Regions from separate parts of the Mus musculus genome. Here regions 2, 3, 4, 5, 6 and 7 are each linked to region 1. A link is a contact called in public HiChIP or PLAC-seq, Micro-C and promoter capture Hi-C data. All regions are on one chromosome and are shown on one strand. Each heading gives the region's core, a stretch centred on a gene start, on an enhancer-like site or on the middle of the called end of the contact. The rest is flanking DNA. Distances are from core to core; before and after follow the strand shown.

Region 1 (3,558 bases), core at 580-3,079:
TCAGGCAAACAACACAGCTGTTTCCAATCTTGTCATGAGGGGGCTCATCTTCTGTGACTGTGAATAGAAATTCAAATACCACAGGGTCCTAACCTGCCAACTTTAACACACTTTTTCTATTTTCTATTCTTGCGCTGCTATTAATGGGAAGTTCTTCTAATGTTTTCAATGGCTAAGGAAAAAAGCCTTCCTTCATTCAAGAATTTATAGTACGCAGGCTTGCCTCCACCCATTCAATCTGCCAGAAAATTTTGGGTTTGCTTTTTCAGTTTTACTTATTGTCACATCTGATTCAACAACCATGTTCATCGGTTTTGCTAACAGCTGTGTCCTGACTGACTCCAACACTGTTGAGCAAATAGTATTCACGTTTGTTGAATGAATGGATGCGATCCGTGGCTCCTTACGTATCATCTAGCCTAGGATTTTGACTTCTTACTCCTTTTAAACTTGAAGAATCCCCCTTCATGGTTAGGTAAGTCACCTGCCTGTGGAGGGCAGCCACTTCACACGTGTAAACAACCGCATGTGTAAGGTGTACAGCTATGCTACAACTTGGATGTCATCAGCTACCGCCTGTATTTTTCTCCAAGATTCACAGCAAGACCTAAACCGTAAGGCGCCAAGAGGACTCAAGTAAAGCCTTCAACCGCATGCTGAGCACTCTCTGTCGTAAACTAATTACTTCGCCTCGGAAATAGGCATTTCCAGAAAATAACCTCCGCACACAAATTGGGCTTGGGGAAGCTGTGACAGTCACCGAAATGCCCCATGAACCTGTTGTCCTTCTGTCCAGGAGAAGTGGATTCAATTTCTATTTAAAGGGACACCACTTTCCTTCATGAACAGAGGATTTAAAAAAAAAAAAAAAATCCCCAAACCTGAGTTGGGCGAGAATCCCTGCAAAATATCTGCTTGCAATTGTCAGAATGTTTGCTGAGGAACTGAGAAAAGCCGCGGTCTGGAGCGGTGTCACCGGCACGATCTGGGGGTATCAGCCTTGGGCGCTCCGAGCCAAGGTGGGGACCCCGTGAGGCAGCAGAGCGCAGAAGAGTAGCCGGCGTGGCCCCGCCCCGAGCCCGAGGGTCCCGCGCCCCTGGCAGCTCCTAACTTTGGCGGCTCGCTCGCCCGGCCGCACGCGTCCACGAGCCTCGGGCAGCCAACCCCCGAGCCCAGCGTGACCCGGGCTCGGTAGGGGACCGAGCGCACAGCCTGCTGGGGACCCCCGGGCTTCTGGGCTCCGGGCCGCGGGGGTGCCGCCCCTCCCCCCGACACACCACCGCCAACGGCGGCCCCGTGGCTCCCGCCCGCGCCCGCCGCGCCCTCCGCCTGGCCCTCGCCACACCCCGTGGCCCGGGGCGGACCCTCGGCTGGCTGGCTGGCCCGGCGCTCCGCGGGCGGCGCGCCTCAGGAGAGCCCCCGGCGCGGGCATGCGGCCTAGTCGGGGGGTTACATAACGGGGCCGGGCCCCTTCCGAGCGGCGCCCGGGACCCGCTGGCCCACGCCCGGCACCGCCGCTCACCTGCCGTAGATACCCTCGGTGATCCGGTTCCGCTTCAGGGGGCGGCGGAGCTTACTGCAGTCGGCGTTCCGCCGCTTCATCCTCCCGCTGGGGGGCCGGTGCCCGAGCCGCGCCGCCGCCGCCGCCTCTCACCTCAGCCGCCGTCGCCCGCCCGCCCCGCGTCGGGCCTGAATCCTACCCCTGCGGCCGGTCACACAGACATGGAGCCAGCACCGGGGGGGAGGGGGCCAGGAGGGGGGCGCCGAGCCTCCTCCGCCTTCGGAAACAAAGAAATGACAATTCCGGGGCCCGCCCGCCCCGCACCAGCCAGCCGCCCGCCCCGCCTCCTTTGCCGCGACGGACGGCCCGCATAGCCAATCGAAGGCGCCGCCGCGCCGCGCACGGCCAATCCCGGTGCCCGCTGAGGCAACACGGACCCTTAAGCCCGCCTTTTTGAAGGACAGAAGGACACACCAATCAGGATAAGGCCTAGACGCGTGGCCGGGCCTATCAGAAAAGAGTTAAATAGAGGCTTATAAATAGGCCCTATAAATATAACATCCTATATTATGCCTTGTTGCGAAGGTACGCTTCGCGGTTATTGGGCTGCGTCTCGCCGTGGGGAGGCCCACGTCGGCGTACACCGTGTGGCGCGGCGCCGCGGGCTCCCGCCTGGCGTGTGAGAACCGAACGGCGTGGTGCGCTGCGTGTGGGGACCTTGCGCTGACATGTGCTTCAGTCAGCCGCGTCCTTATGTAAGAGGGCGTCCCGGGAGCGCCGCCGCGGCCCCTTCTGCGGGCAGCCGAGCACGCAGCCATACCGGCCGCGTCAGCCGGGCCACGAATGACAAAGCAAACCACACACACATACACACACACTCACACACACCCTGCCAGCTTCCCGCGACGTGGTGACAGCGCGCCGACCAATCGGAGGTGGTGGGGCGGGGCCTGTGCGGGTCCGCCCCTGGTTCGCGTCACCAGAGAGGGGCGGCCCCTCGGGTGCGCGCGACGCCGCGCGGGGCTGCCGGGGGCGTGTGCGGCGGCGTGGCCGGGCTCCACGTCCGCAGGTTTGCGCAGGCTGAGGGTTCCGCGGGCTCCTCCCCGGCCTCAGAGGCTGCGTGAGGCGGTCGTTTGCTCTTTCCGCCCACTAGCTCTGTAGCTTACCGGTGAGGGCGGAACGGCAAAAAGACAAGTGAGATGCTCAGCGGGGAAACGCGTTTGCTGCCAAGTCTGAGGACCGAGTTCGAACCCGGGAATCCACGTGGTGGGCGGATAGAAGGAACTCCTACAAGTTGCCGCCTGACCTCCCACACGCACGCCCACACAAACACAGTTCCTAAATAAGTTTGGTTTTGGTTTTTAAGCGGCAAAGACTACCGGGCGTTGTTGGTGGCGCACCACTTTGATCCCAGCACTGCAGAGGCATGTGGATCGCTGAGCTCGAGGCCAGCTTGGTCTACGAAGTGAAGACCGCCAAGGCTGTAACATGTACCAACAATTTATATAAACAAACAAATAATAAATAAATAAATAAATAAATAAATAGCAAAACCGGGGAAGTGTGGGAAAGTAGCCATAGGAAGCAAATCACTGGTGGCTCCTGACTACTGGCAGAAGCATTTTAGTGTATGTCTTACACAATTTTCTTGCTTAGTTGTTATTATTTCTATAAAATAGAATCGAGCACATAGTAGACATTTGGTTTCATATCAGAGTCTTCGTTTTACGTGTTGTTACAACCTTTTATAAAGATTTCTTTAAGAGGTTGCAGAATGCCCTAGCAAGTGGCATTGCCACCTCACCCCCTCAGTAACTAGAGTCCCCAGTCATCTAGCACACTTTTACTTTTTTATATGTCCAGTAACTCGATGCCATCTTGATTTGCCCTGGGACCACAGGCACCTCTCCTGGCCAGTGGTCACCCATCTTAGTCAACATCACTCCAAAGCTCTTAAGTTCCCATCAGTGCCTTCAAAGATTTCCCTGGTACCTGGAAGGGAAACCCAGTGTTGATGGTACCCAGAGTCTTAGCATGGGAACTTACTCTCCTCTTGT
Region 2 (3,447 bases), core at 50-2,549, 450 kb before region 1:
CTCCCCCTTCCCACTGGCTGTGCGGTCCACAGCCTGCAACAGAATTTAGCTCCTCTTCCCTTCCTCCTTTTTGTATTAGTGGGTGTCTTAAAATTTGCGCTGGAAGAACAAAAGAGGAAAAGGAATAGTAGAGAGAAAATTATTGCCTCCCAACGTTAAGTAGAGTGACTCTGGCTGGCTTCTTGGGGTTTTTCCTCTGGACCAGATGATTGGCAGGCAGGAAGGTGTGTGTGTGTGTGTGTGTGTGTGTGTGTGTGTGTGTGTGTGTGTGTGTGTGTGTGTGTGTATGTGTGTGTGTGTAGTAACAGCTGTGGCCTTAAACAGTTCAGGACTATGAGTTCTTCAGTTACACACGTGTATGTGCCGAGGCAGGGACAGGGGTGATTGCAGGGAGCGTTGGCAGCAACCATCTCCAAAGTCTCTCTTTGCCCAGGCTTGCTCTGGCTTGCACACTGATCCTCCCAGAGGAGGACTCAGAATGTCCAAACAAACCGCGGGGGTGGGGGTGGGGGGCAGGGCCCCGCCCATGCAGGTGGTTTAGGCTGTAAGGAATAGGAATTGAAATGTTGCTTGCTTTAAGCCGGTTCGTGGGCTGAGTTAGACCTCTCTGCCTTGCTCTTGAGTCTGCAAAATTGGTCCAGCTACCTCCCTTCTCGGAAAGCTGTTGAGAGGGTTAGATGAAGCAGTGTTTATCAGAGACTTAGTACAGTGCTAGCTGAGGAAGAGCTGGACCTCAGTGGGGCGTTATTAGCCAGGGAAGGCAAAGTCTGGGCTGTAATCACTACAGCAGTTACTGTCAGATAGATACACGGTAGGTGCGGGGTCATTACGCAATAATCCTGAGACAGAGTCATGCATCCCAGGCTTGCCTTGAACTCCTAACCCTCCGGACACCACCCTCCTCAGTGCTGGGGTTACAGGTGTTCATCGCCGTAGCTGTTTTCTATAGTTCTGGGAATTGAACCCAGGGCTTCTTGTATGCTAGAACTGAGCCACACCCTTATGGTTTGTAGGTTTTGAGGGATCTGAGGACTAGCTCATCACCACTATCTCCTCACCCCACCAGAGGGAAATGAAGACCACAGTCCATAGGGCTGGGGATGGAATGGGTCGCTACCTAACAAGTGTAAGGCCCCGGCTTCCACCCCGCCACTGCAGAAAGACAACCGAAAGACGAGCCTGAAAACGTTGGCAAAGTCGCAAGTGTAAATAACGAATATGATTTAGTGAGTAGCTGGCAGGAAGGTCGGCTGGGGTGATAAGGATGTCAGGAAGTGGACAGGGTTGGCACATGACCTAGAGAAACAGCAAGTGAGGGAGAGACCAGCAAGAGGCTGTTCTGTGTTCTGTCTTCCAGCCAGCAAATTCCCGAGCACCCGGCTTTGGTCCAGCTGGTGATGAGATGGGGGCCGGCCAGTCTGTGTGCTTCCCACCCATCTCGGGACCCCACCACATTGGCTGCACGGATGTGATGGAGGGTCACAGTCTTGAGGTAAGTGTCCCAAGCTCCGCCCCTGCTCTGTTCCACTGCGGGGACTTCACCAGCACAGGTCCAAGTGTGTAAGTTCTGGGCTGCTAAGTTACAGCTGGGCAGAGTTTGGACATCAGCCTTTTGGCCTGTTTTCCTGCTGGCTTTTAAATTCCTCATTTAAACTCTTAGAACCTCCGCAGATGGCCGAGTTCTTTCTGCAGCAAGGAGGAGCCAGAGGCACCTCACAGACCCTTTCTCCTGTCGTGAGTCCAGGCATCTGACCCTAGAGAGGTTTTTCGATGCCATCCTGATGTAGGGGGACAGGATGAAGCATAGTGGGCCACAGGCCACTGTCCTGACTCTACAGCTTGGGTGGGAAGATGAGGTCTTCACCTCTAGCCTCCCATTCACTTCTCTCTGGTTTCTGAACCTCCTGCCAATTCCTAAGCTTTTCTTTTTCTTTGTTTCCTCTTCCTCCTCCTCCTCTTCCTCTTCTTCCTCCTCTTCCTTTTTAACATTTTTGAGGTTTCTCATGTAGCTCAGGCTGCCCTCCAACCGGAAATGTAGCCAAGAATGACCATAAGCCCCTGATCCTCCCACCTCCAGGACTTCAGGCACGTGCCACCATGACCCAACAAGTTCCTTAGGTTTTTGTCCCCGGTGGTTGGGCTCACCTCTGTTCTGTGAGAGACACCCACTTCCTGGTAACCCCTCTCCTGCTCCCTCTCCTGACCAAGCCTTCTGCTGCCACTGAGTTCATCCTAAGAGCAAAGACCTAGCCCCCCCACCTCCCTCGTTCGCACGGAGCCTAGGTCCACAGTATGGCGCTGTTCCAGGATGTAATTGGAAATGCACTTGACAGTCAGGACATAAGCCCTCTGATGTGCTAGCCACAAAATTGTTTCTGGATCGGAGGAAGCCTCTGTTTCTCTGTTGGTGCCCCAGACTCCTGCTGACCCCAAATGCCTAAGCTTTGTGGTCCCAGCAGCTGCTCCCTTCTTTTCCCCAGGGGAGCCTCTTCCGACTCTTCTACCCTTGCCAAGCATCAGAGAAGTGCGAGCAGCCCCTGTGGATTCCCCGCTACGAGTACAGCATGGGTCTGGCCGATTACCTGCAGTATAACAAGCGCTGGGTGGGGTTGCTGTTCAACGTGGGTATCGGTAAGGCTGGCCCGGCCCTGGCTGCTTCCCGGGTGCCTGGTTACATCCCCAGAAGAGACCCAGGCAGACACAGGAACTATTTAGCTTGCATAGTCCAGTCCTTGGTTTGGAGAGATGGGAGAGACTTGGACGCGTGAGAATCTGGGTCATGGGTTCAAATCCAGACTTTGTAATTTACTGGCAGTGGGACTTGGGCCAGTCCCTTATCCCACTTGCCCTGCCAGCGTTTGTAGAACTGTGGTGCCAGATACAGGTAGAACTAGAACCTCTTGCGCAGTGTTTGGGACATCAGATGGGACATGGTACTGGCTGTGGTCCCTAAATCCAGTATGCATTCTGATCCACTCTATAGATCACCCCCACCTTTTTTTTTTAGTACTGGGAAGCAAACCCAGGGGATCATACAAGCTAGGCCAGAGCTCTGCACTGAACTGCATGCCATTAGCCGTCCGCTCCACCGATGCTCGCCCCAGCAGCTATATCAGACACTCTTGGCGCCCAGGGAGCATGGCTCTCCTGCAGCATGCCCGCTGGTCTTGTTCTCCGTACCCCCTCCCAAGATCGTAGCCCAGGAGTTCCCCGTGGCCTTGGCTTTTCACAGATCTTCCCAGGGTTCTTCAGTGCTGCCCCTTTGGGTCTTTTTTTTTCCCCTGGTGATTCTGGAGATGGGAGGACCACATATGCACACCCCTGTCTGTACTCAGACTGCCTGTGAGATTCCTTATGGGCAGCCAGAGAGTCTACAGTCTGTGTCTCTGCCAGGATCTTGTCGCTTGCCTGTTAGCTGGAACGGCCCCTTTAAGGCAAAGGAGTCTG
Region 3 (3,439 bases), core at 367-2,866, 440 kb after region 1:
TTTGCCCCAGCAAACCACCATCCAATCGACTTTCCAAAGAACCCTTAAGTTTCCACTTGAGTGTCTGCACACATACCTGACATGGTACCCCTGAGGAGGCCAAAAGGAGCCTGTTCTTCCTTCCACCATGTGAGTTTTGGGGGGTGGAACCCAGGTCATACAGGTTGGCAGCAAGTGTCTTTACCTGCTAAGCCATCTTGCCAGCTTTCCATCTTATTTTCTGAGAGAAAAGCTCTCCCTGCACCTAGAGCTCACAGATTGGCTAAGCTGGCCAGCCAATGAGCTCCAGGGACTCACCTGTCCGTGCTGTGCCCACCATCAGGCTGACTTTTTATGTGTGCGCTGGGGATTCGAACTCAGGTCCTAGTGCTTGCCCACTGAGCCACCTCCCCAGCCCCCAGAGGGCTATCAACAATGAATTTTCTTGTTTTTTTCTTGAGGACAAGTTCATGGGAAAGTAAAATCTGTTCTTGAGGCCAAGCTGCCACACCAGTCACAGCTGACATTCTTGAGCTGAGCCTCTACAGCCCCCTCCTGCTGGCCTGGTATCTGAAACAATGAGCGATTCTGAGCCACTATCTCCAGCGTCTTAGATTTGCCTACACATCTCTCTTACTTCTTCTCAGCTCTCAGAGACAAACTGGGGCGTTCTTTCCTTGTGTACCGGATGTGTCCCCGCCTGGTGTGAGCAACTAAGTACTCTCTCCTTCCTACTGCCAAGGTGGGGACCTGAGTCCCCCTGGAGCCACCCGGATTTGAAGCTCAGCTCCACCCAATGTGTAGCTGAGAAAAATCACCTAACCTTCCTGTCTCTATGGGGAATAACAGTTTTCCCAAGTAGATAAAGCTGTCACAGGACTTATTCAGCCATGTTCCCTGTTGTTACCCTCTCCCCTCTCACATGGAGGTGACAGCAAGGATGATAGAACTCAGGAATTTTTGCGTAGCAGTACAGGTACTCTATCTTTGGGCTACACCCCTTAGCATATAAACTGAAGTTCTCTCGAGTCTTGTTTTAAGACAGCTCACGGGGATATCTCAGGCTAGCTTTAAATTCACCTGAAAATGAAGACGTCATTGAATTTCTGATCCTCCTGTACACACCCCTGTCATATGAGGTGCTAGAGATTGAACCCAGGGCTTCTAGGCAAGCACGCTTCTAGCTGAGCCACGCCCCAGCTTCAATTCTGGCTCTGAGGCTGGCGTCAACTTCTAGACTCCCCGCTGCCTTGGCGTTTGAAGCCCATAGACCTTTGCTCATGCTGTCCCCTCTGACCCTGTTCCCATACTCCCCCTGCCGCTCCACGCTCCGTGTCTTTCTCAGGTTTCAGGTTTCAGGCCTCCAGGGATCTCTGGCAAACACACCTCCACCCTCAGTCCAAATAAACCACTTCCTCCGGGGATCCACAGCACAGAGTGCAGGGCAGCTCCTTGCCGCTTAAGTTGTTTGTGTAACTCGAGGTTCTTCCCACCCTAGCTCCAGCCCACAAGGGTCACTAGCTCTCAAAGCTCCATCCACAGGCCCCTTGGGGCTTCCCAACAAACTCCCCCTCCCTCCAGCCCTCTATGGGGAAGTGGGGTGGGCTCACTCCTACCCATCTTTGGGCTCCAGAGGTTTCAGGCACTGTCATTGGTCCAGGGTAGACCACATGACTGAGCTCACCCAATCATAAGCGGCTGGTGTAGAGACTGATTTTTCTCCTCCCCTCCCCTCCCCTCCTTTTTCTTCTTCTTCTTTTTTGTATTTTAGGTTTTTGTTCTTTACTTTTTTTTTTCAAGACAGAGTTTCTCTGCGTAGCCATGGCTGTCCTGGAATTGACTCTGAAACTCAGAGATCCTCCTGCCTCTGCCCACATGGCCAATCTGTTACTTTTTGGTTTGGTTTGGTATTGATGCAGACTCTCACTCTGTACTACAGGCCGTCCTGAAGTTTGCTCTAATGGCCGCAGACTCTCAAACATCCTCCTGTCTCACAGCCTTCCCAAATGCAGAGATTGCAGGTTTGAGCTAACAAACCCTGCTTAGTCTCTCTCTCTCTCTCTCTCTCTCTCTCTCTCTCTCTCTCTCTCTCTCTCTCTCTCTTTTGCAAGCTCCAGGACACTTTGTCTCCAAGATGTTGATGGCAGCCACCAATATCCACTACTCTTGGATCAAAGCTCAGAGCAGGAGACATAAGGTTCCTCGGGCTTCGATTGAGACACTGTGTCCATCAATCCCCACACGCGGCATCTCCTTGAGACTGTTCCCTGCTCTCCACTGTCACCCGCAGCAGTCAGAGTAGTTTTCTAGGCACCTTGACTCAAGGAAACCGGAATGGACGGCTCTGGTGCTAAAAGGAATCTCAGGACTAGCTAATATGAAGCAAAGAGATTTTAATGAGATATTTGAAGCCTGAGGGTTGGGAGAAAGAGAGACACTCAGAGGATGGGAGACACACCGGAGACCAAGAGTCTGGGACTTTCAAGGAAGAATAAGACAGAGCAAGCGAGGGCCCAGGCACCTCATGGGGGGGGTATCCCAGCCCCTGGTGTTTTTCAATGGTCATGTGTAGGATGTTGTAGGGTTTTGGTTGCTAAGAAACCTAGGTGAGGTCACTGGGTGGTTCCCAAGGCAGCATCTGACAGGATTAAGATTGATGAGGTAGAAACCAACCCATAGGGATACAGGAAGGTAGGCTATCTTTAACTGTAAACAGCTTCAAGTTCTGTTTGGAGAGTTTCAGGAAATATCTACGGGAAGGAAAGATGCCCACCCAAGGTCATATGGGTTCAAACTTTAAACCTGAGTCATTATTATTGGCACATAAAGGACTATTTTTACATTTGCAGGATGTGTTAACTGTATCAGAACCTCCAGAGCCAGAGTTAGAGGCAGTTGTAGGCTCTCTGAAGTGAGTGCTAGGAACCAAATTCAGGTCCTCTTTGAGAGCAGTAAACACTCTTAGCCACTGAGCCATCTCTCTAGCCTCTCTTCCTTCCTTTCTTTCTTTCTCTCTTTCTTTCTTTCTTTCTTCCTTCCTTCCTCCTTTTTTTTTAAGATTTATTTATTGTCATATGTGAGTACACTGTAGCTGTCTTCAGACACACCAGAAGGAGGTGTCAGATCTCATTACAGATGGCTGTGAACCACCATGTGGTTGCTGGGATTTGAGCTCAGGACCTCTGGAAGAGCAGTTGGTGCTCTTAACTACTGAGCCGGCTCTCCAAGCCCAGGTCCTTCTTTTTTATTACCTCTTATATAACTACTTAATCTTCTGGTTTGTTGAAGCAGTTAAGTCAGACAACCCTTGCCTGACTTAATGCCTGTCAAAGTGGCTACCCTTGAAAACTCCAGCACCACACTCATCACAAGGCCGTTCTCGACGTAGCAGCTCTGAGAGAAAAGGTATCCTGGCAGTCGGGAGCCAAGAAATACTACCAAGTCACACCACACAACAAAC
Region 4 (3,222 bases), core at 516-3,015, 400 kb after region 1:
CTTCTAATTACTGGGAACACACACATACACACACAAACACACACACACACACACCAGCCCAGGCTTTCTGTCTGGGTCTACACTCAAAGCCCACGCCCTTGCATATAAAATAACCCAGACTAGACAGCACCCACTTGACAGCCGACAGCAGAGACCTGTCACCATACACGCAAGAGTTAGCCTGACCTGCCAGTTATATGACTTTAACACTCCTCACTAACCTGTTATGAAGTTCAGACCAGTGACTACAGAATAAACTCCTGGTCAAACCCAAATTGCATGCTGTAAGCTTAGAGACCAACAGACTTTTATCTGTGGTGTTTGCTATGATGTAACATGGAACACTACACCAGCAACAGACATAATATTCTTTGAATGATTTTTATACCTGTGTTATACATAAAAGCTTGCCCCAGAATCCTAACAAATATTTCCTGAGTTAATGAATTAGTTCTCACATATCTCCGCTTACCCTACCATGGTAGATGGGAGCTACAAAAGATGAAACAGGCTCACTACTTCCTCGTTAGCATGATGCAATACTGACAAAGCGGCTTAAGGAAGAGTGCATTTGGCTCCCAGTCAGAAGGGCTACAGTCTGCCACAGAAGAGAAGCACTGAGGCAGGAGAGCCCCTGGCCACTCTGCGTCCACCACTGGGAAGCCCGCAAATGAGTGCCAGCAACACAGCAATCCTTTTCCCCTTTGGGGAAAGCACCTCCTATACCAGGGGCAGATTTTCAGTCTTCAGTTACACCTCTCTAGAAATGCCGTGGGCACCCCCAAGTGTGTCTCCTGGGTGATTACAATCCAACCACATTGACAATGAAGACAGACTATCACACAACTTCTTGGCCCCTTGACTTGAGGTCCAGTGAAGATTAACCACCACACCCTGGTCCTGAACTCCCGGAATTCACAGGAACAAGGCAGCAAGGGATATGACTCGGGTGAATGACACAAAGGGTGCGTGCTGGAACAGAGAGCAAAGCGGGCTTGTTCTGCTAAGGGAGCAAGGAGGTCAGAGAAGGGCGCACAAGCTATCCCAACTGATCCTTGGAGAATTTCAGCTTCATAAACTGACTCCCTAAGATCCTTGAAATCCGTTAAGTGTTAGTTCTGCTCCAAGCTATTTCTCATAAGATGCCATGAGCAGCCAGGCGTTGTGACACATGCTTGTGACTCTAGCACCTGGGTAGCCAAGGTAGGAAATCTCTGCAAAGTTTAAGTCAGCCTGGTGGTCCACACAGTGAGCTCCAGGTCAGCCAGAAGTGTAGAATAAAACTCTCTAAATAAATAAATAAAATTTCCCCTTTGAAAGTTAAGCCTTAGATGGCCAGAGTGGTTTCTCATAAATCCTAGCGTTTGGCAGACTGAGGTTGAAGGACTGCCATAAGTTTGAGGCCAGCCTGGACTCTACAGTGAATTCCAGCCAGCCTGGGCTAGAATAAAAAGCTTGTCTAAAAAGAGTTTTTTGAGAACGATAGTCCAGAAGCAGAAACAAGGCTTCCCTTAGAGGCACGCACATTCTCATGTGGTTGGGTGGCTTGGCACGCTTGCAAAGGGCTCTAAGAAGGACCACAAGTGCTGAACACAGTTCCTGGGAGCAAAAACTGCCTTGGGGAGCTTCAAGAGCTCTTATCTGAGAACAATATGTGCTCTGGCCAAAACAGGAGGCTTCTCCCATCTTCCTATTCCTCTGCCTCCTCTATAGGCAGCCAATCAGATCAAATCTTATTGCCACTTAGCCACACTGGGATCATAGAGCATGCCGCTCACAAGAGTCCAGCCCAGAGTCAAGATGCCTGTGACAAAGGCTTAAAACTTACAAAGCCAGCTTGAAGGAGGTGTAGTGACACAATGACAAAGTCAAAATGTTTCACTTGTTTTTTTAAAGTTTACTTTAAGAGTCCCTGTAAACGTTCTGATATATTTTAAGGGGCAGAGGTATACACAGACCACAGGGCTAATCAACGGAGTAGCCTTTCCAGTGAACCAAGAAGCCAGGGAGGAGGGAGACTGAAAAGTACTGGCTGATCTCATTAGCCCTGCTTAGGAAGCTGTGTAAGTGTGACTTCAGCCCTGGATCACACAGCTATATTTAGTTTATACCTAATATGGATGAAGTCCTGACCGAAGCCATTTCCTCTCTCCACAAAAAGAAACTTCCTTGCTTTTCTTCTATCAACAATGCAAAGGGTGGGCTCCTCTGAAGGGGGAGTTTTAAAAAAGTAAAGAAAGGAAAGAGAGAAGGCTGGAAAAAAACATTGACAAATTAGGATGTGGCTTATTAAAAACTCTGCCCACTTTGACATTGCTAAACTTGAAAACAATTCTGATATCAAAATACGTGATGTTACAAGTAGGCCTCCTGCTTTAAGCTGCTAAAGAGGCTCTTTAAAGTATTTTACAAGAGACTAATTAGCCAAGCCTCCAAAACACAAAGAGGCAAAGCAATGGAAACCCCGGAACTCCCTTCTATTTTCTCAAGCAATCTACTGTGCATGGGTGTCAGTCCATAATCGAGCACCGTTTGCCATGGATGAGGTTCAAGAATTGACCCCTAGATAGAAAGAAAGAGGTAGGGAGAAGGAAAGGAAAGAAACCGACATTAATTCTCAAAGACCTTGGTGCAGATCCCAGCCCTGCTACTTACTGGCTCTCTCTGACCCTCACTTATGACACAGAACTGACATGCCTAATTCAGAGTTTATGTGAGGATTAACTTAGCTAACACGTATAAAAGGCTGTGTACTGTGCCTGGCCCATAATCAGCACCCACAACTGGCTATTATCCTAGCTTTAATATCTTGGCTTTTATCAGTTTACTGTGTCCTGCGTGGGAGTAAATTAAGCACTTTCAAAAAGTTTATAACATTATAATAAGATGAAAGATAAAGTCACTTTATGATCCTTGAGTCACCCGCTAATCACAGACATACTCAAGTTTTAAAGCTTTATTACCGTCCCACTGTGACACAAGGAGGATGCTAGACACTTAGAATCTAGAAAGAAATGCACAAGGAGACTAGCCCCTTAAAATGACTAGTCAGTCATGATAACACACGCCCTTAATCCCAGTACTCGGGAGGCAGAAGCAAGATGTCTGAGTTCTAGGCCAATAAAGTCTACAGAATGAATTCCAGACCAGCTAGAGATTAAAAAAAAAAATGAAATTAAAAAAAAAAACAAAAAACTAAGCATATAGTTTGCAAACAAGGCG
Region 5 (3,282 bases), core at 756-3,255, 510 kb before region 1:
GACGTGGTCATTTCTAGCCTGGGCTAACCATGGCCGTAGTGATACACATGGCCTTTCCTTCTGTAAGACCCCCGAAACTGGGGAGACCTCCGCTCAAGTCCCGGGATGAGCTGGCACCCCAATAACTCGAGAGAAAACCACACCTGATGCAAAACTGCAAGAGGCTTTGTTGTCAGCTAGCTGAGAACGAACTCCTTTTGCAGCTGTGCAGGGCAGGGGAGTTCGACCCCAAGGGGTAACAGTAGGGGGCTTTTAAAGGAAAAAGTGAGAAGTTGGGAGGAGTTTGGCTACAGCTCTTCTCTGGCAGGTGTCCTTGGTAAAATTACAAGGCATGAGGAGTGGGGAGTGAGTTGTAGCTCTTCTTTGTGGAGTTTATCTCCGTGTCCTTGGCACAGGGAGCCAGGCAAGGGCCTGGTTAGATCTTTTTACAATGATCACATCTCTGGTTGTAAGGTTTAGAAACAAAAAGGCTTTTTGCTGGCTATAGAGAACAAAGAGCTTCTTTCTGGCTGTATTTTTAGAGATCAGGGAAAACAAGCTTGGGGGAACGTTTAGGGGCTTTACCGTTCAGGGAGAAACGCTTTAAGTCGGGGTCTCACACTTCCTTCTCCCGCACTGGGCACTGGATAGGCTCCAAGGCTTTGTGCATGACTGCTCAATCCACAAACTACACCCCCAGTTATACTTTCCAAGCTGAGGTCATGAAGAATCTAGGAGATGGAGTGACTGAGTACAGAGATCATCAACCGGAAGGAGATATCTATCAGCACTGAGCTGTGGGGGGAGAGTGAATCGCAGAGCCCAATCCCCCCAAAAATAGACTGTTTGGAATACATAGGGCAAGCTGGGTATAGTGGCACATGCCTTTAATCCCAACACTGGAGAGGCAGAAACAGGTAGATCTCTACTCTAAGTTCGAGGCTAGCCTGGTCTACAGAGCATGGCCAGTTCCAGGACAGCCAGGGCTACACAGAGAACCTTGTCTCAGGGAAGGAAAAGAAAGAAAAGAAAGGAAAGAAGAGAAGAGAGGAGAGGAGAGGAGAGGAGAGGAGAGGAGAGGAGAGGAGAGGAGAGGAGAGGAGAGGAGAGGAGAGGAGAGGAGAGGAGAGGAGAGGAGAGGAGAGGAGAGGAGAGGAGAGGAGAGGAGAGAAGAGAAGAGAAGAGAAGAGAAGAGAAGAGAAGAGAAGAGAAGAGAAGAGAAGAGAAGAGAAGAGAAGAGAAGAGAAAAGTGTGGGGTGTGGTCTTCTCCGTTGAAGGTCCCACATCATCTCTTAGGAATTTGCTGGGCTTCTGGGGTACACAGTCTCCTGCAGTGTGTCTGTTCTCCCCAGATAGCATCGGTTAAAAAGACAGGACACTGTTCTTTGTAGAGACGGAGATAAAGCGGCCGATCTGGCCACTCCAGATCGCAATCAGAGAGTGCAAGGCAGGAGGAACTTTCAAAATGGGTCTGTAACTCCAACAGCCCTATTGTGGGGCACCGCCCCAGCAAGGGGGAGGCAGATCCTCTCTGGCTGCAGCCACGGGGCAAGAGCACCAGCCCCCTGTCACTCCCTTGCACCAAGAATCCAATTCCAGGAAGTCTCTCTTCCCCGCAGTAGCCCCCATCAAAGCTGCTAGTCACATCCCTACCCTAAGGGCAATCGAAGGATTTTCTTTCTTTTCTTTTTCTGAGGGTTTATTGTTGGTTGGTTTTGTTTTTTGAGACACTCTGTGTAGCCGTGAAACTTACTCTGTAGACCAGTCTGGCCTCGAACCTAGAGATCTGCCTGACTCAGCTTCCCCATTGCTGGCCTTAAATGTGTATGCCACCACGCCAGGCCGATTTTCTAGAAACTTGGATTCCAAGGCTTTTTTTTTTCTACAGGATTCCAGGAAGAGTGGGTTTTGTGGTCATCCAGTCCTAACTTAGCAACTCTAGGCAACTCTTAGCAAGTGCTTTTCTCTTTGCTCCAGGCAAAAACTTTAGGTCGCAGTCCGGCTCAGCTCCTTCGGGCTCCGGGGATGCAGGGGTCAGGTCCTGGGGGCAGAGCCGCAATTCCCTTTGCAGCCGGCCACCCTCCCCCCTCCCCGCGGGCTTTTGCACACGACGCGCGGCGGGCGGCTTCACACCAGGTGGCGAGGAGGGCCGGGGATAAAGCGGGCGGGCGCGGGGCGCAGCGGCAGGGCCGGAGCGGAAGGTGGAAGGTGACTGCGAGCTGCCATCGTCCCGCGCGCAACTTCGAGGGCGCACCGAGAGAGGCGGCATGCAGACTATGGACAAGCAGAACCTGCTGGAGAGCACGCGCGGAGCCCGGTAAGTTCAAGCCCCAAGGGGCGGGAAGCTGGGCAGCATCACACGTACCTCCTCTTTGACCATCTCGGCTGTGGTTGGTCCGAGCGGGGGCTTGAACTGGGACCCGATCCGAGGGATGGGGTGAGGCAAGAGAAAGGAAATTGGCGGCGGCCTCGTAGCCTCAGGGATCACCTGTCTCACCTGGCCAAGCACACAGTTCCTGAACGCTGCCTGCCTGTACGCCCGAGTGGGACGTAGGGTGCCTGGAACCCCGCCTTCACTCCAGCACTTTGATCCCGGGCAGCCCTGAGGTGGGGAGGCCCGGTGTCCTTGGGTGCGCTGAGCTATGGTCTTTAGCTGCTGTTTGAGCCAGAACTCTGCTCAGAGCTCTTTCTCTGAGCTCGACCGGACTGACTGCCCTTTGGCTAGTTCGCAAAGCTCTCAGCCTGGGAATGGGTGGAGGAGCAGGGGACCATCATAGAACAAGGTCCCAAGACTCACCTCCCCAATACCACACCCACCCCCCTGTAACATTGGCTGCATACCTCTGCTTACCCGCCAGCCAACGCGGGGTTCGGAGTGTTCTTACTTGTTCTGGAAACAGCAGACTAGCAATAACTCCCAGAGACTGGCCCAGTGCCCCCTCCCCCGTCTCCGGCTGAGCGGTCTCCTGTCCTTCCTCTTGCCTCCAGGTCCTTCTTAGGATCTCTGTGGAAGAGTGAAGCTAGCCGGATCCCTCCTGTGGACCTGCCCGCGGTTGAGCTGGCTGTCCAGAGCAACCATTATTGCCATGCCCAGAAGGATTCTGGAAGTCACCCTGACCCCGAGAAGCAGAGGGCCCGACGCAAACTCTATGTGGCCTCTGCCATCTGCCTGGTGTTCATGATTGGCGAAATCATTGGTAAGGCCGTGTGTGTGTGTGTGTGTGTGTGTGTGTGTGTGTGTGTGTGTGTGTGTGAATTAAGTGAAAGTTGCTGTGCACATAGGCTGAATGTTTACATTAATGC
Region 6 (3,148 bases), core at 324-2,823, 420 kb after region 1:
AAACCAGCAACTAACAGAAAACACTAAGGCAAACATTGTTACCACCCTGCAGATTTCTGCCTTCCATCTCTGGAACACATCCTTCGATAATTTCCGCTCTTTCAAATTAAAACTAAGAAAGGGCAGACTTTAGTACTGGATGCCTGTTGGACTTCTAGTGTTGCCAGTTTCGACCTAAGCCTGGATATTTAGTGGCTAACAGAACGAACGTCAGGGTTTCCAAGGAGGCTCAGTAAAGCAGGGGACCCAGATGTTTGTTGCGTTAACTTTTCCCTCCTTCGCTACGCCCCAAAAGGGAGAGGCGCGGAGAGCAGTCAGAGAAGCGTTTCTAGGCGAAGAAGGCAGCTCCAGGGTTTACAAACTGAGGAGGGCGAGAGGAATGAACCTTTTTAAGCCCGAGAGAGCGGAGAATTCAGGTTTTCTTTCAAACCAAACGGGCTTGCCTGCCGAGGTGGCAACAGCAAACGAAAGCGGCCAAAAGGTTGCATCATGTGAAAACAGGCGCGCTAGAGAAACAAGAAAACCAGATGGTGGTAAAACACCGGACAGGAAAACCCAAGTCGGGAATCTCTGTATTTTCCGGAAGCCTTGGGGCATCCACCCTTCTTTTCGCTTTTTCTTTTCTTTTCCTTTTTTTTTTTTTTTCTTCTTCTTTGCAGTTAGTTGCCTGGGTTTTGGGTGTGTGTCCGGAGGCTCACATTTGTAACCCAGGCTGGCCTCGAACTCGAGGGACTCCTCAAGCCTCTACTGCTGGGTCATAGCCGAGTCACCACGCCCGCATTAAAAAAATTCTCCCCTCCCCCATGCGGGAGGAGGGCTGGGATGAGGGTCCCTCCTATCCCAGGCTTGCCCTGGGTTTACTAAGCAGCCAAGGCTGGCTCTGAACTCGGGATCTTCCCTAGACCACTTTTCCCAACTGCTGGGTTTACGGCTCCCGGGTCCCTCCTCCCCTTTACTTTATTTAACATTGTATCAAAGTTAAAGTTTCAGTTTCACCCGGGCCAGGCGCTAGCGTTCCAGTAAGTTGGGTGAGCTATCAGCCCCGCGGCCCGAGGCTGGGGCTCGCGGCGGGGTGGGGTCGGACACGGCGAGGAGGGTGACAGTACCCACGCGGCGCAGCTGAGGCGCGTCCCGCCCTGCGGAGTCGCCTCCCTGTCGCCGCGCCCGCAGGGTCCGCCAAGGTCCCGCTGCGAGGCGGGAAGGCGCGGAGCCCAGACAATGGGAATGAGCGCGGGAGGTACGGCGCCGCCTCGGGCTGCGGGGATGCCGCGTGGGGGCGCTTCGGGGTGCGGGGACGTCAGCCCGCGTCGCTCGGGACGGTGAGCGCTCACCTTGACGAAGAGCTCGATGAGGGGCTCTTTGTCCTCCTCCTTCAGCCCGTTCAGGGGCATCGACAGCGCCATGGCCGGTTGGGCTGGGCTCCGCGGACGGCGGCTGCGGCTGTGGCTCCGGGGCTGCTGTGGCTGCGGGTTCCCGCCGCTCGCTCACTCGCTGGCTTGCTCGTTCGCTGGACAGTCCCGGCGTCTGGCTGCCCGTGGCCTCAGATCCTCAGCACCGCCTCACGCCTCGCGCGCGACTCTGAGGGGGTTGCGGTCCCGGCCGCTTCAAACCGCTGGGCGGAGCCCTATGGGCGGGGCGTGGGCGGAGCAGTGGCCAGGATCCTGCAGGGGTGGGGGGGAAATGGGCGGGCCACAGCTGGGGGCGTGGCCTCAGGCGAGGAAGACAGCGGAGCGCTCTAGCTTCCACGGACCGACCACTAGGGAGCCTGGAGGGCGCTGGGGGCGCGGCCTAGGCTGGGCAGCGCGGATTGGCCGGGAGGTCCCCCCGAAGCCACGCCCCTCAGGGGGTGGGCGGGGAAGGTCCCTGGAGCCGGAGCCTGACACCGCCTCTCTCCGCGGCGCAGCTGCTGCTGGTTGGGTGCCAAGTGACCTCATGCGGCGGCCCGCCTCGCGCCCTCTCCCCCGCTGCAGCCGCAGGGACTCATCGTCCCCTCCGGTTCCCGGGGCGGCGGCCTCCTCGGCTACTTCTGTTAGGCGCGGCCGCCTTTTCCTGGAAAACTTTTGCGAAAGTTTTCATGTCCTTAAGAACTTTTTAATCCTTCTGACCGCGGATCTCCTTTCGTGATCCTTCTCTATTTGAAATCAAGATACTCAAAAGTTCTTGTAAAGTCGTCCTGTGTCCCGGGCTCTGAATTAGGCCAAAACGGTGGGACAGCGTCCCGCTCCAGCACAACCCCAGTGCTTGAGGCAGCGCCTGACTCTGAAAACGTTATCCGTGCTGTTTTGCCCCACCTGGACCGATTCCTGTCTTCCGTTCACCTGGAGAAGTTTAATGAGTCACCTGAGTGCCACTCAGCGCGCAGGGGCGAGTACTTTACACCCTGAGGACAGGGGCCTGAGACACGCGGTCTACTGCGGAATTGCCGTCAGTGAATGTCACCTTTGGGAAATTTGCCTTCTGGTTTTCCTTAATCTGCTCATTCTGTGGTACCTCCCAGGCTAGGGTGATGAGTGAGTTGATTAGAAAGGCTAAATTGGGGGATGGAAGCGGGGTGTCATGGTTATCTCACATCCTCTGTGCCTAGTGTGGATCAGAGTGCTTCAACAAATTGGAATGATGTGTAAAAATGCAGTGCAACCTGCAACTACTTTATCCTCACTCAACCCCATCTCCAAGTTGCTAGATTCTGTGAGAAGGATGCTGTGCCCCAGCAATTAGATCCATCAATGCTCCGGAGTAAGGCTGTTTTAAGTTCACAGTTTGGCAGTGGCCTTAAACACCCTAAACCTCGGCCTGATTTGGTGACATATACGTGGCTCTCAGGTGATGGCTCAGGCAGGAGGGCTGAGAGTTTGAGGACAGTCTGGGTATATTGCAAGACTACCTCAAAATAATAATAATAATAATAATAATAATAATAATAATAATGGCAGTCAAGATGATTCAGCAGGTAAAAGCGTTTGCCTTGCAAGACTTCCAACCTGGATGTGATGTTGGGGCCATCTAAAGGTAGAAGGAGAAAACCAACTCCAGAAAGCTTACCTCTGACTTCTACAGAATGCCATCACACACACACACACACACACACACACACACACCAGGGTTTGGGTTTTGGTCTGCCTGTTTTTTTTCTCCACCTCCCAAGTAC
Region 7 (3,456 bases), core at 270-2,769, 400 kb before region 1:
AATGTGGAAATCACAGCGCTGCAGCTCTGAGTGTTTGCCTTCGTGTTTCTAGATTGTTCCTTCCCTGGAGTCCTGGACCCGGCTTTCGCTAAAAAGAAATGGCTCCCCACAAAAGCCATGGAGTTCTTTTATTTCCCGATTGTCGTGCCAGGTGTTTCCAGGGGCACTCGAAGCTGGTGGAGGAAGTAGAATGAACCCAGGCTTAGCCCAGGGAGTCAGGGCTTTCCAGCCTCTCTGCTCCTCTCTGACCTTGAGCAGGTCCCTCCCGGCACACTGGGGGCTTGCAAACTACAGGGTATGGGCTTCCTTTCCTTGTGCATCTCTTGGTTGTGGTGAGAAGCAACAAGAGGCACTTTGGAAAAGTCGAGAGCATCACATGACCTCCAGGCTGGATTCTGGATCCCTCTTCATCCAAGATGGCAGTGGGAGCCTTCAGCCTGATTCCTTCCTTTTCTCATTTATCTGTTCCTGCCTCACTGGAGAAGCACCGAGAGCCCCTGTACCAGATGCTGTTATTTTCTCAGAGACTGAGGATACCCACAGGCTCCTGGGAAATCAGAGGGAGGAGGGAGCAAGTCTAAATAAACAATAATTATGATGACTAGATATGAGGCCTGTTTGTCTTGAGTCGGGATCTTGTCATGTAGCTCAGGCTACCTGGCTATTGATGGAAGGCCTTCTAGATGGAGAACCATCTTCCTTGAGGTGTCCAGGGAGCTGTGAAGAATAGAAAGAGGTGCTTGCCTGTTCTCCCAGCACTTGGGAGGCAAAGGCAGGAAGATTGGGAGTCCAAAGTCATTCCTCAGGAAACCTATTTGCCTGGTTAAAAATGGCCCCAGAAGCCAGGCGTGGTGGCCTTTAATCCCAGCACTTGGGGGAGTGCAGCGGCAGGCGGATTTCTGAGTTCGAGGCCAGCCTGGTCTACAAAGTGAGTTCCAGGGCAGCCAGGGCTATACTGAGAAACCCTGTCTCAAAAAAAAGCCCCAATATCATATCCAAGGGAGAGATCTGTGAGTCCCTGATACCTATCTGACTTTCCAGGACATCTGGGGCAGGTGACAATCAGCCTCCTGAGTTTTTGTTTTGTTTGTAAGTCTTCTCTTCCTAAAGCCAGACAGGCCACAGCAGGACTTCTGGATCCAGCCCTAGACCAAAAAGAGCACAGAGAGCCTGAGGGAACAGAAAAGGGCGGGGGGGGGGGGGCGGCGGGCATTGAGTGATCTCCTGGCATGCGACCTGTTCCCTAAGCCATATGTCCTTACAGACCACAACTCAGTAACCCAGAGCATCCCGGGGGTATGGAGGGGATGGGGGTGGGGGGTGTCTTGCAAACACAAACCATCAATGAGTAGAAGGCCAGCGGGACCTAGCTCTTTGTCTCTCCTGAGGAAGTATCCTGAAGAGAGACACAGGGAATGTGTTTCTGGCTGGCACTCCCCACACAGTGCAGTCCCCACACAGTGGCAGGGAGGACGCTGACAGAGGCTCCAGGGAGTGGCTGTGGGCCTGGCTTCTAGAAAGACAGGTTAAAAAGCCAGCTTCAAGGTAAGATCCAGAGCTGGGACCCCGGCCAATCAGTCCTTTGGCCTGGTTGCCATGGAGACCGACCGGCAGCAGCTGCTAAGGAAAGAACAACCTGCAGCTTCTACATCTAGGATCCGTAGACACCGTGGTGGGGGAGGGGACGCATACCCTCCTTTCTTCCTGGATGCTGAGACCCTATCTGTCCCCAGCTCACAGGCTTTCAGGCTCTCCACTGTCGCCAAGTCACAAAACAAGAGACAGGACAAACCCCAATTTCTTGCCTCTAGGCCAACGCCCATTCGTTATAACATAGCCTTCTATTCAGCTTTGGGAGCAAACAAGACCTTCTAGCGCTGAGGCCTGGGGCCCTGGGAGGGTTTCTCAGTCACCTCCAGGAAGGGTCCATGTCCTTAGATGTGAATCCCAGTGTATTAGCCACTAGAGGCCAATTTGGCCCAGCTTTCTGTCACTTTCTCTCTGGAAAACCTGGCTGGCCAGAGAGTCTGTGAACAGCCTTTGTCTGGGTAGGGAGCTAGCTGAAGCTGAGCCCAGAGGCAAATGGAAAGTGACAGGGTTTATTGTCCCCTCGTTTGATGCTATACTGATATCATTAATTTGCAGCCTGGCTGGCATCCTTCAGGCCGGGACCTTGCGGGCCAAGCCCCCCACCTTCCCCTTACAGGTTATCTCAGGAAACCCCAGGCGGGAGGGGAGGGGTCTGGGATCCAAGTCGTTGGTCCTCTTTCCAGAGCAGCTGCCGGTACCTAGCTTTCATCTTATTCTGTGAAAGGAGATGCCGGGCTGGTGTCATCTGGGGCTTTGAGCTTCTGAGCTGTGCATGTGAGCGGGTTCCTTATGTAAGAGAACGGAGACAAGGCGTGTGGAGGAGCAAGAGAGGACAGAGAAAAACAGGGCTGCGCCTGGACTTCCGGGGCAGCGGGCAGCGGCTTTAATCAGGATTGTAGCATAGGCAGGGGAGTTATGTAAGAGAAAAGCCCGCGCCAAGGAACACCAAGGCAATGAATGAGACAGAGCCATCACTTCAGACCCCATGGCCCTTTCTCTGGTGGGAAGTAGGATGAACTCTCTTCCAGACACTGCCATATTACAATTATTTATAAACTACACAAATGATATCAGAGCATTTAATTAAAAAATTGCGTGTGTGTGTCACAGTCAGCGTGTGTCTGGAAGTCAAAGAGCAACTTGCAGAAATTGGTTCTCTACCATGTGGGTTCCCAGGGACCAAACTGGGACCATCAAACTTGGCAGCAAACCTCTTTACCTGTTGAGCCGTGCTGCTGGCCCGAGAACCCCTTTCTATAAAGGATGCAAGCGCTAGCGATAAACTGCCCTTTGTGGTCCCCTGCTTCCTCTCAATGTTAATAATTTCATGTCGTCCTAGAGACTCCGGTTTTTCTTTCTTTAGCCACCACATCGCTTTGTCCCGCAGTTTTCCCCACTGTGATGTTTCTCACAGCTAGGTTCTTCGGCAACAGCCAACCCACGGCCTGTATGACAGACACTTGGTGATTTGTTTACATCATCCATGTTAGGAGTCACACGGGCTATTTATAGTCTTTTGTTACTAATGAATAATAATGCTTTGGGTACTCATACAGCTGGGGCAGCAGGGAGGGAGGATTTCTAGATGTGGAATTGCTGGGGTAACATGTCTGGCTATCTAATTTTCCTAAATACCATGGGCATTTATTTTTAAGCTTTTTTGTTTTTGTCTTTTTTTTTTTTTTTAATGTTCCAAGACAAAGTTGTCCGTTGCAAAAAAGAAGAAGAAGAAGCCAGAAAGAAAAGGAAAACATGCGTGGAGAGAGAAAGCATTGTGTCTCTTGACCCAGCAGCCACAAACTGTTTACAAACTTGGGGCATGTTTTTTCTTTCAGTTACTTCTATTTATTTCTCTCCCTCCTGCCC

What was found. Promoter capture Hi-C pulls out the DNA fragments that hold promoters and counts their contacts. A called contact is a pair of places that touch in the nucleus more often than the background predicts. HiChIP or PLAC-seq counts read pairs in DNA pulled down with a chosen protein or histone mark. Capture Hi-C pulls out chosen DNA fragments and counts their contacts.
Region 2: a contact with region 1 is called in a promoter capture Hi-C map of hippocampal neurons, with 3 times the contacts expected there. The contact joins the promoter of Pafah2 here to the promoter of Maco1 in region 1. A contact is called at or near these places in 5 of 39 promoter capture datasets (hippocampal neurons, liver, neutrophils and 1 more) and 1 of 115 datasets of contacts at active chromatin or transcription factors (bone marrow-derived macrophages).
Region 3: a contact with region 1 is called in a Micro-C map of embryonic stem cells, with 2.2 times the contacts expected there. The contact joins the enhancer-like site here to the promoter of Maco1 in region 1. A contact is called at or near these places in 1 of 39 promoter capture datasets (the HPC-7 cell line), 1 of 484 Hi-C or Micro-C datasets (embryonic stem cells) and 1 of 9 other capture datasets (liver).
Region 4: a promoter capture Hi-C map of cranial neural crest shows a contact between it and region 1. The contact joins the enhancer-like site here to the promoter of Maco1 in region 1. A contact is called at or near these places in 4 of 39 promoter capture datasets (cranial neural crest, hippocampal neurons, liver and 1 more) and 1 of 115 datasets of contacts at active chromatin or transcription factors (memory CD8 T cells).
Region 5: a contact with region 1 is called in a promoter capture Hi-C map of pancreatic islet. The contact joins the promoter of Slc30a2 here to the promoter of Maco1 in region 1. A contact is called at or near these places in 2 of 39 promoter capture datasets (liver and pre-B cells), 1 of 115 datasets of contacts at active chromatin or transcription factors (pancreatic cancer cells) and 1 of 9 other capture datasets (pancreatic islet).
Region 6: a contact with region 1 is called in an HNF4G HiChIP or PLAC-seq map of pancreatic cancer cells. The contact joins the promoter of Clic4 here to the promoter of Maco1 in region 1. A contact is called at or near these places in 4 of 39 promoter capture datasets (cranial neural crest, hippocampal neurons, liver and 1 more), 2 of 484 Hi-C or Micro-C datasets (both in embryonic stem cells), 2 of 115 datasets of contacts at active chromatin or transcription factors (effector CD8 T cells and pancreatic cancer cells) and 1 of 9 other capture datasets (liver).
Region 7: a promoter capture Hi-C map of liver shows a contact between it and region 1, with 2.9 times the contacts expected there. The contact joins the promoter of 1700021N21Rik here to the promoter of Maco1 in region 1. A contact is called at or near these places in 3 of 39 promoter capture datasets (hippocampal neurons and liver) and 1 of 9 other capture datasets (macrophages).

Annotation. Positions count from the first base shown.
Region 1 is chr4:134,851,516-134,855,073 of GRCm38.p6, forward strand. Maco1 (macoilin 1) reads right to left here and starts at 1,830. Exons shown (of 11, transcript NM_025382.6): 1 at 1,523-1,830. The coding sequence starts at 1,602.
Region 2 is chr4:134,401,613-134,405,059 of GRCm38.p6, forward strand. It overlaps Pafah2 (platelet-activating factor acetylhydrolase 2), which reads left to right and starts at 1,300. Exons shown (of 10, transcript NM_001285874.1): 1 at 1,300-1,492; 2 at 2,481-2,631; 3 at 3,394-3,447. The coding sequence starts at 1,403.
Region 3 is chr4:135,291,390-135,294,828 of GRCm38.p6, forward strand. No RefSeq gene overlaps it. Among named protein-coding and RNA genes, the nearest start is that of Gm30701, 5.2 kb to the right of the region's middle. Within about 2 kb of position 1,617, at least 154 of the 459 cell types and tissues checked have an H3K27ac peak or open chromatin away from gene starts, as enhancers often do. A contact at or near this core is called in the HPC-7 cell line and embryonic stem cells, where this site is marked.
Region 4 is chr4:135,252,891-135,256,112 of GRCm38.p6, forward strand. All of the region lies in intron 1 of Clic4 (chloride intracellular channel 4 (mitochondrial)), which reads right to left. Among named protein-coding and RNA genes, the nearest start is that of Clic4, 18 kb to the right of the region's middle. RefSeq lists an enhancer at 577-3,222. Within about 2 kb of position 1,766, at least 105 of the 459 cell types and tissues checked have an H3K27ac peak or open chromatin away from gene starts, as enhancers often do. A contact at or near this core is called in liver and pre-B cells, where this site is marked.
Region 5 is chr4:134,341,041-134,344,322 of GRCm38.p6, forward strand. Slc30a2 (solute carrier family 30 (zinc transporter), member 2) reads left to right here and starts at 2,006. Exons shown (of 8, transcript NM_001039677.2): 1 at 2,006-2,296; 2 at 2,968-3,176. The coding sequence starts at 2,247.
Region 6 is chr4:135,271,187-135,274,334 of GRCm38.p6, forward strand. Clic4 (chloride intracellular channel 4 (mitochondrial)) reads right to left here and starts at 1,574. Exons shown (of 6, transcript NM_013885.2): 1 at 1,332-1,574. The coding sequence starts at 1,403.
Region 7 is chr4:134,448,652-134,452,107 of GRCm38.p6, forward strand. It overlaps 1700021N21Rik (RIKEN cDNA 1700021N21 gene), which reads right to left and starts at 1,520. Exons shown (of 3, transcript NR_045800.1): 1 at 1,340-1,520; 2 at 1,026-1,145; 3 at 114-717.